Regions from separate parts of the Sus scrofa genome. Here regions 2, 3, 4 and 5 are each linked to region 1. The links are chromatin contacts, called in public HiChIP or PLAC-seq and promoter capture Hi-C maps. All regions are on one chromosome and are shown on one strand. Each heading gives the region's core, a stretch centred on a gene start, on an enhancer-like site or on the middle of the called end of the contact. The rest is flanking DNA. Distances are from core to core; before and after follow the strand shown. Region 1 holds the start of JAK2 (Janus kinase 2). Region 2 holds the start of AK3 (GTP:AMP phosphotransferase AK3, mitochondrial). Region 3 holds the start of RCL1 (RNA 3'-terminal phosphate cyclase-like protein). Region 4 overlaps RCL1 (RNA 3'-terminal phosphate cyclase-like protein). Region 5 overlaps RCL1 (RNA 3'-terminal phosphate cyclase-like protein).

Evidence for each region. Promoter capture Hi-C pulls out the DNA fragments that hold promoters and counts their contacts. HiChIP or PLAC-seq counts read pairs in DNA pulled down with a chosen protein or histone mark.
Region 2: an H3K27ac HiChIP or PLAC-seq map of alveolar macrophages shows a contact between it and region 1. The contact joins the promoter of AK3 here to the promoter of JAK2 in region 1. A contact is called at or near these places in 2 of 5 promoter capture datasets (fetal liver and liver), 23 of 47 Hi-C or Micro-C datasets (alveolar macrophages, blood, brain and 14 more) and 2 of 2 datasets of contacts at active chromatin or transcription factors (alveolar macrophages and skeletal muscle).
Region 3: an H3K27ac HiChIP or PLAC-seq map of alveolar macrophages shows a contact between it and region 1. The contact joins the promoter of RCL1 here to the promoter of JAK2 in region 1. A contact is called at or near these places in 2 of 5 promoter capture datasets (fetal skeletal muscle and liver), 11 of 47 Hi-C or Micro-C datasets (adipose tissue, blood, embryonic fibroblasts and 4 more) and 2 of 2 datasets of contacts at active chromatin or transcription factors (alveolar macrophages and skeletal muscle).
Region 4: an H3K27ac HiChIP or PLAC-seq map of skeletal muscle shows a contact between it and region 1. The contact joins the enhancer-like site here to the promoter of JAK2 in region 1. A contact is called at or near these places in 3 of 5 promoter capture datasets (fetal liver, fetal skeletal muscle and liver), 3 of 47 Hi-C or Micro-C datasets (embryonic fibroblasts, fibroblasts and skeletal muscle) and 2 of 2 datasets of contacts at active chromatin or transcription factors (alveolar macrophages and skeletal muscle).
Region 5: a contact with region 1 is called in a promoter capture Hi-C map of fetal liver, with 4 times the contacts expected there. The contact joins the enhancer-like site here to the promoter of JAK2 in region 1. A contact is called at or near these places in 3 of 5 promoter capture datasets (fetal liver, fetal skeletal muscle and liver), 4 of 47 Hi-C or Micro-C datasets (alveolar macrophages, fetal liver and liver) and 2 of 2 datasets of contacts at active chromatin or transcription factors (alveolar macrophages and skeletal muscle).

Annotation. Positions count from the first base shown.
Region 1 is chr1:217,000,462-217,003,196 of Sscrofa11.1, reverse strand. It overlaps JAK2 (Janus kinase 2), which reads left to right and starts at 1,369. Exons shown (of 25, transcript NM_214113.1): 1 at 1,369-1,580; 2 at 1,968-2,046.
Region 2 is chr1:217,235,146-217,237,880 of Sscrofa11.1, reverse strand. It overlaps AK3 (GTP:AMP phosphotransferase AK3, mitochondrial), which reads right to left and starts at 1,320. Exons shown (of 5, transcript XM_021064132.1): 1 at 1,299-1,320. LOC106509181 (a long non-coding RNA gene) reads left to right here and starts at 860. Exons shown (of 4, transcript XR_001306485.2): 1 at 860-1,157; 2 at 2,715-2,735.
Region 3 is chr1:217,203,556-217,206,290 of Sscrofa11.1, reverse strand. RCL1 (RNA 3'-terminal phosphate cyclase-like protein) reads left to right here and starts at 1,331. Exons shown (of 9, transcript XM_001926437.4): 1 at 1,331-1,705. The coding sequence starts at 1,339.
Region 4 is chr1:217,186,174-217,188,908 of Sscrofa11.1, reverse strand. It overlaps RCL1 (RNA 3'-terminal phosphate cyclase-like protein), which reads left to right. Exons shown (of 9, transcript XM_001926437.4): 2 at 2,673-2,735. Among named protein-coding and RNA genes, the nearest start is that of RCL1, 17 kb to the left of the region's middle. Within about 2 kb of position 1,353, at least 3 of the 83 cell types and tissues checked have an H3K27ac peak or open chromatin away from gene starts, as enhancers often do. A contact at or near this core is called in liver and skeletal muscle, where this site is marked.
Region 5 is chr1:217,166,236-217,168,970 of Sscrofa11.1, reverse strand. All of the region lies in intron 5 of RCL1 (RNA 3'-terminal phosphate cyclase-like protein), which reads left to right. Among named protein-coding and RNA genes, the nearest start is that of MIR101-1, 15 kb to the right of the region's middle. Within about 2 kb of position 1,405, at least 4 of the 83 cell types and tissues checked have an H3K27ac peak or open chromatin away from gene starts, as enhancers often do. A contact at or near this core is called in fetal liver, where this site is marked.

The sequences.
Region 1 (2,735 bases), core at 120-2,619:
CCAGTCACAGTGACCTCTTTCCCCGTCCTAGAATTTGTCAAGCACATTCCCTTCTCAGGGTCTTTGCCTTTGCTAGTGTTTCTGCATGAAACTCTTTAGCCAGATAGGCACAGGACTGGCCTATTCTCATCATTCAGATCTCTGCTCAAATGTTACTCTGGGAGGTCCTTCCTGGTCACCCTAACTAAAATAGCACACCGCCTCCTCACTTCCTGCTCCTTTATTTTGTGTTATTTTTCTACTGGCAGTTATACTCTTGCACATTATACGTTTAAGGTATTTTTGTCGCTTTATCAGAATACAGGCTTCAGTAGGGCAAGAAGTACGTGGGTTGTGTTCACATAACATCCTTGGGGTCCTACAGCTTGGCACACAGTAGGTGCTCTGTAAATATTTGTTGAATGAATGGATGACGCCCTTTGGGACAGTGTAAGTTGTTTCTCCTCATTTGGCGGCCTTGTTGCCAATCCGCAGGCATCCAGGCACCGCTTCCCACCCTCACCCCGTTCCAGCAGATGTGACTGATTGGAATCAGGCGCTCGGAACTGCACAAGCACGAAACGGTGCGTGTGAACGCGTTGTCCAACCCAGGGCCCTACTTATCTCCGCCCAGCGGCCCGGACTGGGGGACAGGTTTGAGCACCCCAAAACGTGGAAGCAAAAGCAGAAAAAAGACAACAGTGGCGGGAGGGGAAAGTCTCTGTGTGGTGCCAGGTTGTGCGCAGGGGGCGCCTTCCCGGCTGGGCTGACTCATTCCCAGCCGCCTCCACGGCGGGCGGCGGCCACGTTCACGCCCATCTGCTGAGGGCCGGGCCCAGCGTCAGCTGAGCTCTGGCGTGCCCCAGGGTCCTGCTAGCTCTCCCCAGCTCAGGTTCCCCGCCCGCTCACGCTCTGGGGCAGCTGCGGGAATCTCCGTGCACACCCGCGGGGTTCCTGTGAAGCCAGGGCCCTGGGTAGCCAATCCCCCTCGCCCCGTGACGCGTGCGGTGAGAAGCCCCGCCTGGGTGGAGCTGCGCACGCGCAGTCGCGGAGCGCGCGCCAGGCCCCCGCCCCCGCCCTGCTGCGCCGCGGCCTCAGTCAGCCTGGATCAGGGAGCCGGACTGGAGGCCTCCTGGGAGCTTGAGTCGCACGTAAATAGGGCTTTCTAGCCAGAGTCGCCTGCGGCGCTGCGAAGAAGGTGTAGCCAGGGAGAGGGTGGAGCCAACGACTGTGACGGGCTTCCCGACTGCCCGAAGTGGGAGTGGTGGGGTTGCAGGAAGGAGAAAGGAAGAGAAGCAGAAGAGGGCAGCAGCGGCTGCCACTAACGGCCTCCCTGGGCGCTGACAGGCTGGGTCGGCGCCCAGTTCGCTGGGCAGTTCGTGCCGCCGCCTCGGCCGCTCGGCCCCTGGGCCCGGACTTGTGGCGCGGGGCGAGGCGGAGGGCTGCTGTCGCCGCGCAGGCAGAGGCCGGGTCCTCGCGGCCGAGGCATGTGAGTAGGAGCCGAACCCACACCGGAGAGCCCCGGAGGGCCCAGCCTTCGGACGCTCGGACCCTTGCTCCCTCCGGGGTCTTCGCGGACCGTGGCTGGCCGGAAGCGTCGGGTAGGAGCAGTGTCTGTGAGCTTGGGGGGGCGCGTCCTCGTCGCCTGATCCGTGTGGCGGGTGAATGTTATTGCTGCCCGGACTCCGGGTGGTGGGCAGCACTTGTTCTCTGCATCCTCCCTCCCACCTCTAATCCCTGCTTTTCTCCTGCTAGTGGCTGTAAACTTCTCGGCAAGAAAATCCTCCTCTTTAAAAGGAAACCTACAACGGAGTGTCTTGGTGTTGATGTTGCATCCTGTGCCTGTTAGTCCATCTCCCACTTTACTTAGCCATCTTTAAAATTTTGTAGACACCTAGACAGCCTAGAAAAGAGCATCTCTTTTCCTTGGATTTCTGCAGTGGTAACTGCCCTGTTTTTATTTTATTTTATTTTATTTATTTATTTAGGTTTCGGAAGCAGGCAAGGGAAGATGTGATCTGTTTCTCTTCTGCAGAAAAAGAGGCCCTTCCTCCCCTTCCCGCGAAGGTGAGTGTGCGATCCTGGCTGCTCTTTTTCGCTGTAAAGACTAGGGTGTCTCGAGCGTGCGTAGGAAGGTTGGAAGCTGTGTCGACAAGCAGGGCTCATTGTTGCTTACTCCTTTGAAAACGACAGTGCTGAACTTTGAATGTTGGTTTGGGAGGGTGATTTGGGGGTTTGTTGTTGCTCTTGGATCCTTTAAGAAACATTCATTGTTTCTCTGCTGATTGTACATTGTTTTTCTTTGTAGAGAAATCGTTGTCAGTTACCCTTTCTCAAGCAGCCAGAGATTCTTAATCTTTCAAGGAGGAACGTTTTCAAGTAGCAAGAAATACCTATTGAGAGGACACCTTAGCTGCTTTTGCTGGGGTTTCTGCTACTACATTGAATGCTTCCTGGATGGTTTTATCTTCCCAAGTTAGCTGTGTCGGTTGAATTTACCCATTTTGCTTTCCGGTGGTTAATAATCTGTCAGGAGAAACTCCTTTTTTTTTTTGAATGAAAGGATAGAGGCAGCTGAGTATGTCATAGAGGGGAGGAGAAATGTGGGGAAGGACACTAGAAGTGGAATTAAGAGTGATGACGATGGCTTTTGGTTTCGTAATAGGTTTGTTCGAGTGAGTTGTTGGGCTGCTGCAAATATTCTAGTACAACACCCAACAGATATGAAGATGAATAATCAACCTTTGGCCTCTGTT
Region 2 (2,735 bases), core at 71-2,570, 230 kb before region 1:
TGGGCGGCAATTGGAAGATGCTGCGCCCATACCCCAGACCCCCATACCCCAGACCCACATTCCCGGGACCCACTTCTCCGCCCCTGTCCCTCCACCCACAAATCCCACCCAGGCGACCGTGAACCGCTGCCCTTCCCGCCCCGGCTCCCACCTGTGCCCCGAAGCATATTGTCTCGGAGCAGGTCCCCACTGGAGAGGTGCTTCAGCTCGAAGTGTTTGGTGATGCGCGAGGACACAGTGCCCTTGCCGGAGCCGGGCGCCCCCATGATCGCTGCGCGCAGTAACCGCGCAGACGCCCCCATGGCCGCAGAGAGAGGCCTGGGCTGCGCGAACGATGGGGATTCGGCCTGGCTACGCTCTCACCCGCTCGGTGGTCCGCGGCTGAGCAGCTGGCAGCGCTGCGAGCTGGCGTCGGCCTCAGCTCTCAGGCGAGCCCGGAAGTGAGGCGATAGGCAACCGAGCAGCCCCGCCCGCCTGCCCCCAGCGACTCGGGGCACCCCCTCCCCCTCGCCCGGCCCAGCCCCGCCCGCGCAAGTCGAGCGCAAGCCTCGCCCCCTCCGCGCTTCCTGTGAGACCTCTGTGGGCTCCTTCGCCGACCCGCGCGACCCACGTCCCTTAGCGCCTCCTCCCCACTCGCCGGCTTCCCTCTGCACCTCTTTTGCGCCTCCAGGCACCCCCCCCCCCGGCCCCTGAATACCCCCTACTTCCCTCAGGTCCTCACCTCGCACCTGTCAGTGCCTTGCCCTGTCCTGCCCAGTCCCAGCCGGGGAGACCTCGTCCGGTTCCTCGCACACTTGGCCACTCCTCCCGCGTCCCCTTCTGAACCCTGGGCCCCGCTCTGCGCCCCTTGGTTACTGGATATCATCCTTACCTGCCCCCCGCCTGACACCCTTGACGCACCTTTCACGCCGTGCCCAGTGCTGCCGAGTCCCAGAGAGAGGGTCTACCGTGCCGCCCGTCAGGTGCCCTTCCCAACTCCAGCCCCCTCCCCCGCGCGACCCCTACTTGCGGCCCCCTCGCCACCACTGCCCCTGGGTTCTCAGAGTCATCAAACGCTCCCCTTCTCCCCGCCCCCAGCCTGCAGATTTCTCCCTTCCCTTCTCTTCCTCAGTTGCCCTGCGACTCTTCTCCCTGGCTTTCTCGAGCTAATTTTTAAGGTACGTTTATCATAGTGGGTAGAATCACAGTGGGTGACAATGAGCCGATAGGGCCTTCCTCTTCATTTCCCACGAGAGGAATCTAAGTTGAAATTGAGTGAGGTGCTCCATGTCATAGGTCTATTGAGGGGTGTCTCTTACCTCCTAGGACCACACTTTGGGATTCAAAAGTAGTTGTTGCTTGCACTCAGCTGAGCTTGAAAGTATTGGCTCTTCCACAGGCTCCATTTTTTGCCTGTGGCAATACACTGATTACATAAATATTTTTTCAGTAAAATGTCTGCTCCTTAGAATTGAAAGTTTAGTGGTTGAGGCAGATCGTAACAAGGAAACAGAAATATTTGAAGGATAATTTGAGCTCATACTCCGAACAAAACAAAACAATGTGTGGAGATGGTCAGTAAAGCTTTGAAGAAATGGCATTTGCTCTCAGCACTAAATGGGAAGGTGGAGGGAAAGAGACAAAGGCAAGGGGAAAAAACCCTAGAGATGGAATATTTGGTGTGTTCCAGGAAGAGAAACACAAGGCAAAAAAATTGAACCTATTTCCTCTGTAAAATGGGCATGGAAGTTGTTAAAACTGTGTAAAGTACAATGCCAGCTGCAGGGTAGTGTTCAATATTACGTTAAAGTTACCCATCATTGCTATCATTTCTCTGTGTCAGGACATTATACTAAGGCAGAGAGAAGGCTCTGTGAAAAATAAACAAGTGCCACCTTCCTCAGAAGTTACCAAACGTGTGGCCCCAAACTGCTTTTCAATTTAAAAGATAGAAATTATTTCAGAGAGAGGTGGTAAGGGAAAGTGTGCTCCCCAGTGAACCTGAGCTTGGTGAATGGGTGGGGGGATTTAATAGGTAGACAGTGCTGTAGTTGGAAAGATATTTAGTAGCTCGTACATATTTTATTACTAGGAGAGAATGAAGATGAATTAACATTCAACTCATGTAATTAGAAAAAAAAGATTAAAAAAAATAATAACCCATGGAAAACAGGAAGGGATTAAGCAAAGAAAAAGAACATAAATGAAAGTACCAGAAAACTTAAGGAACAGAACTAACAAAAGAATGAAAAAGTCTGGACAAGTAGAAGTTACGAAACACCGGAGAACCTGAAGGTGTGTAGAGAGTCCTAATTTCCAAAGCCAGGAACATTTGAGGGTTTGGCTGCAAAGAGATCTGAAAGAAAATCCTGGGAGATATTTAGCTTAGAAAGAAAACAAACAACTGAGAAATCATTCTGTCATAGGGGAGGAAAAGCTGAGTGTTGTGGTCATATCACCAGGCCCCACAGAGCTGCAGCTTTGCTAAAGTTTGTTGATTATGACCGAGAAATGAATAAGTAACTGCCAGACTGAGAAATCTCTTGGCAACTGAGCTTAGCGCAGTCATTTGGCTGTGCACACACATTCGTTTGGGCTGGTTCTTCCCCCTTCAACTTGCCCTAGTGGTAAACACACTGAGCTCAAACTAAACATTAATACATTGGGAAGGGTGAATCAAAAAGAGATTTATGAAGTGCTCATATGTTGGGGCTTGCCCTCTAACACTCCTGCAGAGGCCCGGATCTGAAGAAGTC
Region 3 (2,735 bases), core at 82-2,581, 200 kb before region 1:
TGTTGTGGCTCAGCAGGTTAATAACTTGACTACTATCCCTGAGGGTGCGGGTTGATCCCTGGCCTCTCTCACTGGGTTAAGGATCTGGTGTTGCCGCAGTGTGGCTGTGGCGTAGGTCAAAGATGTGGCTTGGATCCAGTGTTGCTGTGGCGTAGGTCTTAGGCTGCAGCTCTGATTCAACCCCTAGCCTGAGAACTTCCATATGCCACTCTGAGTACAGCCCTAAAAAGATTACACAAAAAAATGGCAATAATGTAAATGGATTACCTACCTCCCTCAGTGGATTTCAGGGCTGATTCTGTTAAATTCTAATAACCTGTCACCCTATAAGAGCTTAGATCTCTCAGTGGATTCCTTGTAGCTGAATCTTATCCACATAGGGCTAGCTACCTTCTTTAATCTTACTCAAGCTCCCACCCCTTCCAGAGCTCCTTTACCTCCATGTATTCTGGAACTCATGATCTGGTGATATTATCCAAGAATGGCTGCAAGCCAACGTTATTGTGGTAACAGATGCTTAACTTTGTAGTCATTTGTTAACTGCATATCACTGAAGATTTTTGAGCAGAGAAGGGACATAATCCAATCTTTGGGAAGATTTTGGTGTGCAGGAGTAGAAGAGGTGCGTGTTTGTGTAAGTTGTATAACTACTCATTTTGAGGCATGTGGCATGGGAGGACCTGACTTGGCAGTAAGGGCAGTGACTGCAAAGGAAGAGACCGCTGTGAAAGAGGCAAAGCTTGGTGTCTCATAAGCAATGGCCAGGTGTCGGAAGACTCGGGTCCAGTGCATGCTGGCAGTGTCAGCCTTGCAATGTTTCTCGAATCTTTTCGCATGTGCAGGTCGGGAATGGTAGTACCTCGTAGGGTTATAGCGGGGAGTGAGGGGACGGCCGCTGGCTGGGCAATCAGTACGGTGTTTGCAACAGGGTAAAGCGCGCCAATCCTGTTTTCTTCTGTGTTAAGAAAACGGCGGAGATAATACCATCCACATCCCAGAGATTGCCGTAAATGGTGATGCTAAATACCAGGTACGAAGTAGGCACTCAAGCCCAGTTGGTCGCCTCCCATTGCCCCCACGCCGGGAGACACCCTCGGAGACTGGCGGGGTAGGCGAGCTCCCTTGCGTAGGCTCACTGGCCAGCCTAGCGCGCTCCTCCCGCGGAGCACTGTTGCTGGGGCCCCGGCAACGCCCAGCCCCAACACAAGCCAATAGTAGCAGGGCCCGGGCACCGCCCAGCTGCAAAACGGGCCAATAGCTGCGCGGCGTGGGCACCGCCCTGATCCAGCACGGGCCAATAGCAGTGTGGCCCGGTTCGGGGGGCCGCCCCCAGCGGGGATGGGAGGCGGAGAGGCGGTCACCCGCTCCGCCCCACTCCCCTCTGACCCGGTGTCTCGTCTCTCTGTCTTCCTGTTCCAAACCACGTGGACGCGCCGGGGGCTGCGGGGGCTGCGGGAGGGAACCTGGGCCGCCACAGCAGCTGTCGGCGCCACCCCAAGAGTCAAGACCCTCGCGCCCGTCCAAAGTCGCCTCGCCCCGGCCGCCCGCTCCTTTGCGGAGAGCGTGCACATGGCGACCCAGGCGCACTCCCTCAGCTACACGGGCTGCAACTTCTTGCGCCAGCGTCTGGTCCTGTCCACTTTGAGCGGGCGCCCCGTCAAAATCCGAAAGATTCGGGCCAGAGACGACAACCCAGGCCTTCGAGGTAACTCCGGGGTTGGGGAGCGCTAGGGGTGGGCGCTGAGCTGAAGAGAGACGGCGCTAATGCCCAGGGGGCCGGTGCGCGGGGAGCCTCGGGATCCTACGGGCGCGTGGGGGAGGGCTCATGGTTTGTACCCTCCACCCCCACCCCCGCACCGGAACGCGCGAGAGGCTGTGCGGGAGGAGGGGTTGAGCCCTGAGGGGTGCGCTCAGCTGCGCTCTGTGCTCGGTGGCGTCTACCCGCGCTGGTAGTAAACAGCTACACGTTTTCCCAGGTTTACGTGTCGCAGCAGATCCCAGGCATCGCCCCCTCACTTGTCTTCAGTCGGTCTTGCTCAGCCATAAATCTTTAAAGGAGAGAAGCAGTTTGTTGGAACGAAATGTGGTGAATGGGCAGATGTAAAGATGGAGAGAGATTTGGAGAGAAAAGTACCACTGATTGGTTCCGTCCTCTGTCCCAAAACAGGTCTCAGAAGCAGCTACCCCCTTGGATACTGGCTGTCCCTGTCGCCATGATTTCTCGGCTGCCCTCACACATCTTGGGTGTGGATTAAAGAATTTTAGAAAATTCTTTGTTTTCAGCCGCGATTGAGATTGATGTGTGCAGGACAAGAGCTTTGAAATAAATTTTTTAACAGTCATGGGCCTAATTGCCTTGACTTTAGTAAAGGGTTGGTGACAAGCGCTAAACTACAGGCTTCCAAGCTATTTTTGCCCTACAAAGATAGATGAAAAATAAGGCCCCATTTAAACCCACATCAAGGTTAATGGCTCCGAGTTTTATCTGGTCCCCTGGAATGACACATATATTTAAAAGCTTCTGCCTGGTTATCCCAAATTGGTAAAATCAGTTAAAGCAAAAAAGGAAAAAACAAAACAAAACCTATCTGCAAATTGAAGGAAGAGAGGGCTTATTTTTGGTCCTGCAAGCTTTCTGGATCCTGTTGATGTGTTTGATTTTGTATTGGTCCCTGCATATTTCATCATCTCTCTGAATGCATTTTCTGGACGTTTATGTTTCTCCCTCTCTTAAA
Region 4 (2,735 bases), core at 104-2,603, 190 kb before region 1:
TTGTACCAGGTGATGGAGCTATATCTTCACTGTTGCCAGGATTCCTGAACTAGCTCTATGTTTGGTTCTTTGAACTACTCCTTCTAAAGTATCTGTTTACTGTGATCTGGGGCTGGTCCTGCCTGGAGGTCTCTTTTGGTGCCTGTTTTCGTCTTAGTTGTATTTCTCTGTTGGGTGTTTTTAACTGTGTTCATGCTCAAGAGCCCTTGTGGATTGAAAAAAACTACTTCCAAAGTAATTTTGATTTCTTCTCTTTCCTAATCTCTAAAAGCTATAGGGTTTATAATCTTGGGCTTTATTCATAAATGCTTGTTCCTCTCTCCCATTTAGGCACCCTGCAAGCTTGAGCAAAATAAGAGTTTTCTGTTTTTCTGCAGAATACTTTACATTTTCTATAAACTTAGGTAGAAAGTGGCATTGTGTTATAGATGATGCCTACTTTTAAAAAGCATATTTTGTATGAAAAGACCATAAAAATAATTTCTAGTTCAGTTTTGTAGTTGAGTTACTTCTGAACTTTTGTGATACTATTTATACTGCAATCTTATATACATACAAATATGTGTAAAACTTAAGACTAAAATTTCGTGAACAGTATTCTTACTATATAATTTTGATACTGTTTATTCTGTTCTGATATCATTAAAAATAAATGTTGAGGAGTTCCTTTTGTGGTTAACGAATCCTACTAGGAACGATGAGGTTGCAATTTCGATCCCTGGCCTCGCTCAGTGGGATAAGGATCTGGCATTGGTGTGAACTGTGATGTAGGTCGCAGACATAGCTTGGATCCCACGCTGCTGTGGCTGTGGTTTAGGCTGACAGCTGTAGCTCCAAGTTGACCCCTAGTCTGGGAACTTCCATATGCTCTGGGGGCGGCCCTAAAAAGAAAATAAATAAATAAATGCATGTTGATTGGGGATTTGTTAAATTGTCTTCAGGATTCTAGTAAATCACTGCCTACAGTTGAAAAGTACCATGATTTTGCAGAGGAAGATGTCGAGTCTGAGGGGTTTAACTGAGTTAAGCAAACCAGTGTCGTGGTGTGGTTAAGAGCATGGACTTTGGAGAAGGGCAGACTTGGGTTCAAATCCAGTCTCTGCCACTTGCCAGTCGTTTAACCAGGACAAGCTAATCAGCATTCTTGGGCCTCAGCCTTCTGTAAAATGGGAAATGCTTCCTGAGGGGTTATGAGGATTAAATAAGGTAAGCATTCATACAGAGCTGCTGTTACTAGCCATTATGCCTTGTTTCTGGACTTAAGGGAGTTTCTCTGACTTCTAGCCGAGTGCTCTTTGTACAGATTGCAGAATATGTTATGACAGGAGTTATGGGACAATGTTAAGTAACGGAACAGGTGGATGGGAATTGCTTAGTTGATCTGCTGACCCTTTGGGATCAGTTTAGGTGACTGCTAAGGTCTGTGCTTGCAAACTCTGCTAATTTATTATAGGAGTGGGAACTGGGAAAGCGTCAGGCTGTCACCATGCCTTCAGTGCGGAAGACTTTGTCTTTCTGTCCCTGTTCATGAGAGGGAGGTTAAAATTAAAGCGTGTGTGTGCGTGTGTGTGTAAAATCAACTCAGGAGAAGGACAGAGGACCTGTACTCTTCATTCTACCTCTTCTTGCATTTCACATTTAAGATATACTCCCTCATTTTTTAAAGAATAACCAGCTTTTATATTTTAGGTAACAATTTATTCATGAAAGTAATTGAAGCAAATTTGAACATTAAAATTTAAACAAGAAAATGAAATTCACACAAAGTCCTACCATGAAGAAAAACCTGTTTATTAATATATGATGTTGTTTCTTCCAGTCTAAAGGTGGCAATAATACTGTATATTCAAGCATCTTTGTAATAGAATTAAAAACTGGAGTGTTAGATAGCTTTAGATCAGTAAGATGATAGAAGAAGGAGAGGGACACTTTGTTGAATGGGAGAGACAGTAATCCCTTACTGTCTCTGAGACGGAGAAGTGAAGTGGCCCTGGATTTAATCTTCCTATCAGATATTCTAGAGCAAGTAAGAACTTGACTTTAAAATTCTTTCCTGGAGTTCCCATAGTGGCTCCAGGGTTTATGAACCTGACTAGCGTCCATGAGGATGCCAGTTCGACCCCTGGCCTCGCTCAGTAGGGTTAAGGATCTGGCATTGCCATGAGCTGCCATATAGGTCACAAACAGGGCTTGGATCCCTCATTGCTGTAGCTCTGGCATAGGCCAACGGCTACAGCTCCGATTTGACCCCTAGCCTCGGAACCTCCATATGCCATGGGTGTGGCCCTAAAAAGACAAAAAAAAAAAAAAAAAAAAAAGCCCCCCAAACTCTTTCCTACTTTCTGCCATTTCACCTTTTTTTGGCACACACCTCTGAGGTCTGAAGAACAGGTGGATATTATGCTGCTGAAGTTAATATCCTATTACAGTGCTGATAGAGTTGCTATTTTTGTGGAATATGAAAGCCGAATTGTTTCTCCTAGTTCTACTAAACATGTATGTGCTAGAAAGTGCTTTTCAGCTGCTTCATATTCCATAGTGAAGCTCAGTGAAGCTCGTCAGGTCCTGAGAAGAACCCAGGTGTGATGCAGGAAGAAACCTACCCTGCACTGCAGTATTTGGATGGGATGTACTGTCTGGAAACCTAACATGTTTTCTTTTTCCCCCCACAGATTTTGAAGCTAGCTTCATAAGGCTATTGGACAAAATAACTAATGGTTCTCGAATTGAAATAA
Region 5 (2,735 bases), core at 156-2,655, 170 kb before region 1:
TCAGTGGGTTAAGGATCTGGTGTTGCTGTGAGCTGTGGTGTAGGTCACAGACTTGGCTCTGATCTGGTGTTGCTATGGCTGTGGCCAGTGGCTACAGCTCCCATTCAACTCCTAGCCTGGGAACCACCGTATGCCTTGGGTGCAGCCCTAAAAAGACAAAAGACAAAAAAACAAAACAAACAAACAAAAAAAATTTATCACCTAGTGGTGATCATTTAGAGACAAAGATAATAGGGAATTATTGTGCCCTAAAGAGAGCCCATGTGGATAGTGACTGGGAGACGGGGGAGGGTTGCTTGCTGGTTTATAGAAGTCCTAGGGGCAGGAAGGCAGGATGACTTGGATGGCTTTGATGTTCCTTACTTATGCTCCTGTTCACATAGTAGCTACAGATGCTTAGGGTGGGTGTAATAGGATAGGTGGTGGTGAAGATAAGCACAGTTTTATTCATGTTGGGTTTAATGGTTGCAGGGGAAAAGGTTGCTAAGTCTAGAAAAGACTTATTAGAAATTAGGAATGAGAACTGTAACTTAGGGGTAAGGGGAGCTAGAAATAAATGGTTTAGACTCAGCTACCATGTAGAAGGCAGAGGGAGGCAGGAGGGTGGAACTCTGAGAGGGCACTAAGACTTGAAAGCAAAAGCGAAGTAAATTCTTCCAGGAAGGAAGTCTGTGGAAAAATGAGAGAGGTGAGAGGAGAATACAGAAAACCCAGCTTCTTGGAAGCCCTGGTCAGTGCCTTACAGGGCCCAGAGGAGTAAGCATTAGGATGGGGGCCAAGCTGAGGGGCTTACAATAGGCTGCTACCTGATAGCCCGGGAGCTCTTTCCAGAGTGGTAGAGACAGAGGTTATCCACCAGTACTGCATTGTAGAGTGACCGAGGGAGATGGTGAGGAGCCAAGGCCACTCTTTGAAGAATCTTGCCAGGAAAGTGAATAGAATGGAAGGGAAAGTGTTAACTTGAGGAGGAGAACTGAGACAATTCCCACCGTTTTTACTAGAAAGATTGTTAATGATTTGAGTGTTTTTATAGGTTGAGTAAAGTAGGTTTACATGTGAGGGAGACTGATAAAGTAACAAAGTGAGTAAAGCACTAGTGATGGAGTCACACAGATGTGGGTTCTAACTCTGGCTTTGCTAGTTACTGGTGGTAGGATTTTGGTCCCAAGCCGTGGTTGATGCATTTATCGTTGGACCCATTTATAATTGTGGAATTGTAATGAAGGTTACGTGACATAATAGATATGTCGTGTGTTTGGTATTTGGTAGATTGTGGCTACTGTTTTATTTTTGTAATTTGAGAGGGAGAAGATTGAAAACTGCAGACCTGTGGTAAAGAGGGCTCTAGATGGAGCTGTCTGACGATGGTTGGAAGGAGGTTGAAGGAGTTTTCAGTTTTTACCGAGTCAGGTTGGGTTCCATGATAAGGGGATCAGCAGGGGTTTGATAAGGGAATGTGCCAAGGATGGTAAAAATGTGCTATCACAGTGACATAGGGGGCCACTATGGCACTGGGCGGGAGTTTTGCCCACTGGGGCATAGTAACTGAAGATAAGAAAAAGGCTGTGGGACAGCAGTAAGGGCTCAGCTGAAGCTGAAATGTGGTGTCAGCTGTGTGGCCATGCAGCTGCATCAAGCAGCAGTTGGCAGTCTAGAAGGAGGAGTAGAGAAGGCAGGAGGGCCATTTTCATCCAGGGATGAAGGATGAGTGAGTCCGGCTGAAGGATGAGCTAGAGGGAGTATTGGTGAGGGTGTCATTGAAGTGATGGTTGGTGTGCTCCTTACTGAATAAGGGCAGCAGGATCTCACCAGCCTGGGAAAAGCACGTGGTCAAGGGGGTGGTCACACAGAGTTCGATAGAGATAGGCAGGTGTGCTGTGTAGAACAAGAAATTGTGTTGAGGAAATTGTGTTGGGGGTTTCAGATATTAAAAGTGGTAGAATTCTAGGTGCCAGCAAGATCTGGCTAAGGGCAAGTGTTGGTGTCGGGGCCAGGGGCTGGGGAGGAGGCAGCTGCCTAGGGTCAAACCATAGCTTTTGTTGGAGGAATGTCACAGAGTAGGGTAAACCACAGAGTATGCTTCTTGGGGTAATAGGGGGCTTAAAGTCAAGTTTTGTATTTATCAGGAGGTTTTGGGGTGGTCCTACTTGGAGGAAAAGATGTATGGAATGGACTCACTTTTCTGAGGCTCAGATGTTAGAATGAACAGTGTGTAGTGAGGACAGAGTAGGGTGGGTTGCATCGCTGCAGTGCAGAGAGAGCCATTGTCGAGATAAAAGATGAAACTTGAGGTGCTGCCCAAGTTCTTTGTAGGGATCATCAAGGACGGAAGAATTTATAACAAAACTTCTCTGGATTGTGGTCTGTTCTTTACATGGCTGTCCCTGGGCCCACCTGTGTGCCTATAAGGAGAAAATGGGTAGGTGGGGGAGAAATGGTTCCTGACCTGGGGGGCCCCAGGTTGATGAATAGTTACATTGACATCCCGAGGTGATGTTCAACTCATGATTCTCCAATTCTGAGGAGGTAGCAACAGATTATAGAGAAATGGAAATGTGAATTGAGTAGAGGGGTTTTGGGTTTTTTTTTTAAACTAAATATGCCTGTTCTGCCTGACCCATGTCAGTTATTTATAGCTCCACCTCATTCTCCTTAACCCTGTATTCACTGCATGAAGCATTCCAAATTAAGCTCTGTTGATGGCCATTAAGATGTCTTCTGTTTTTCACTGTTGC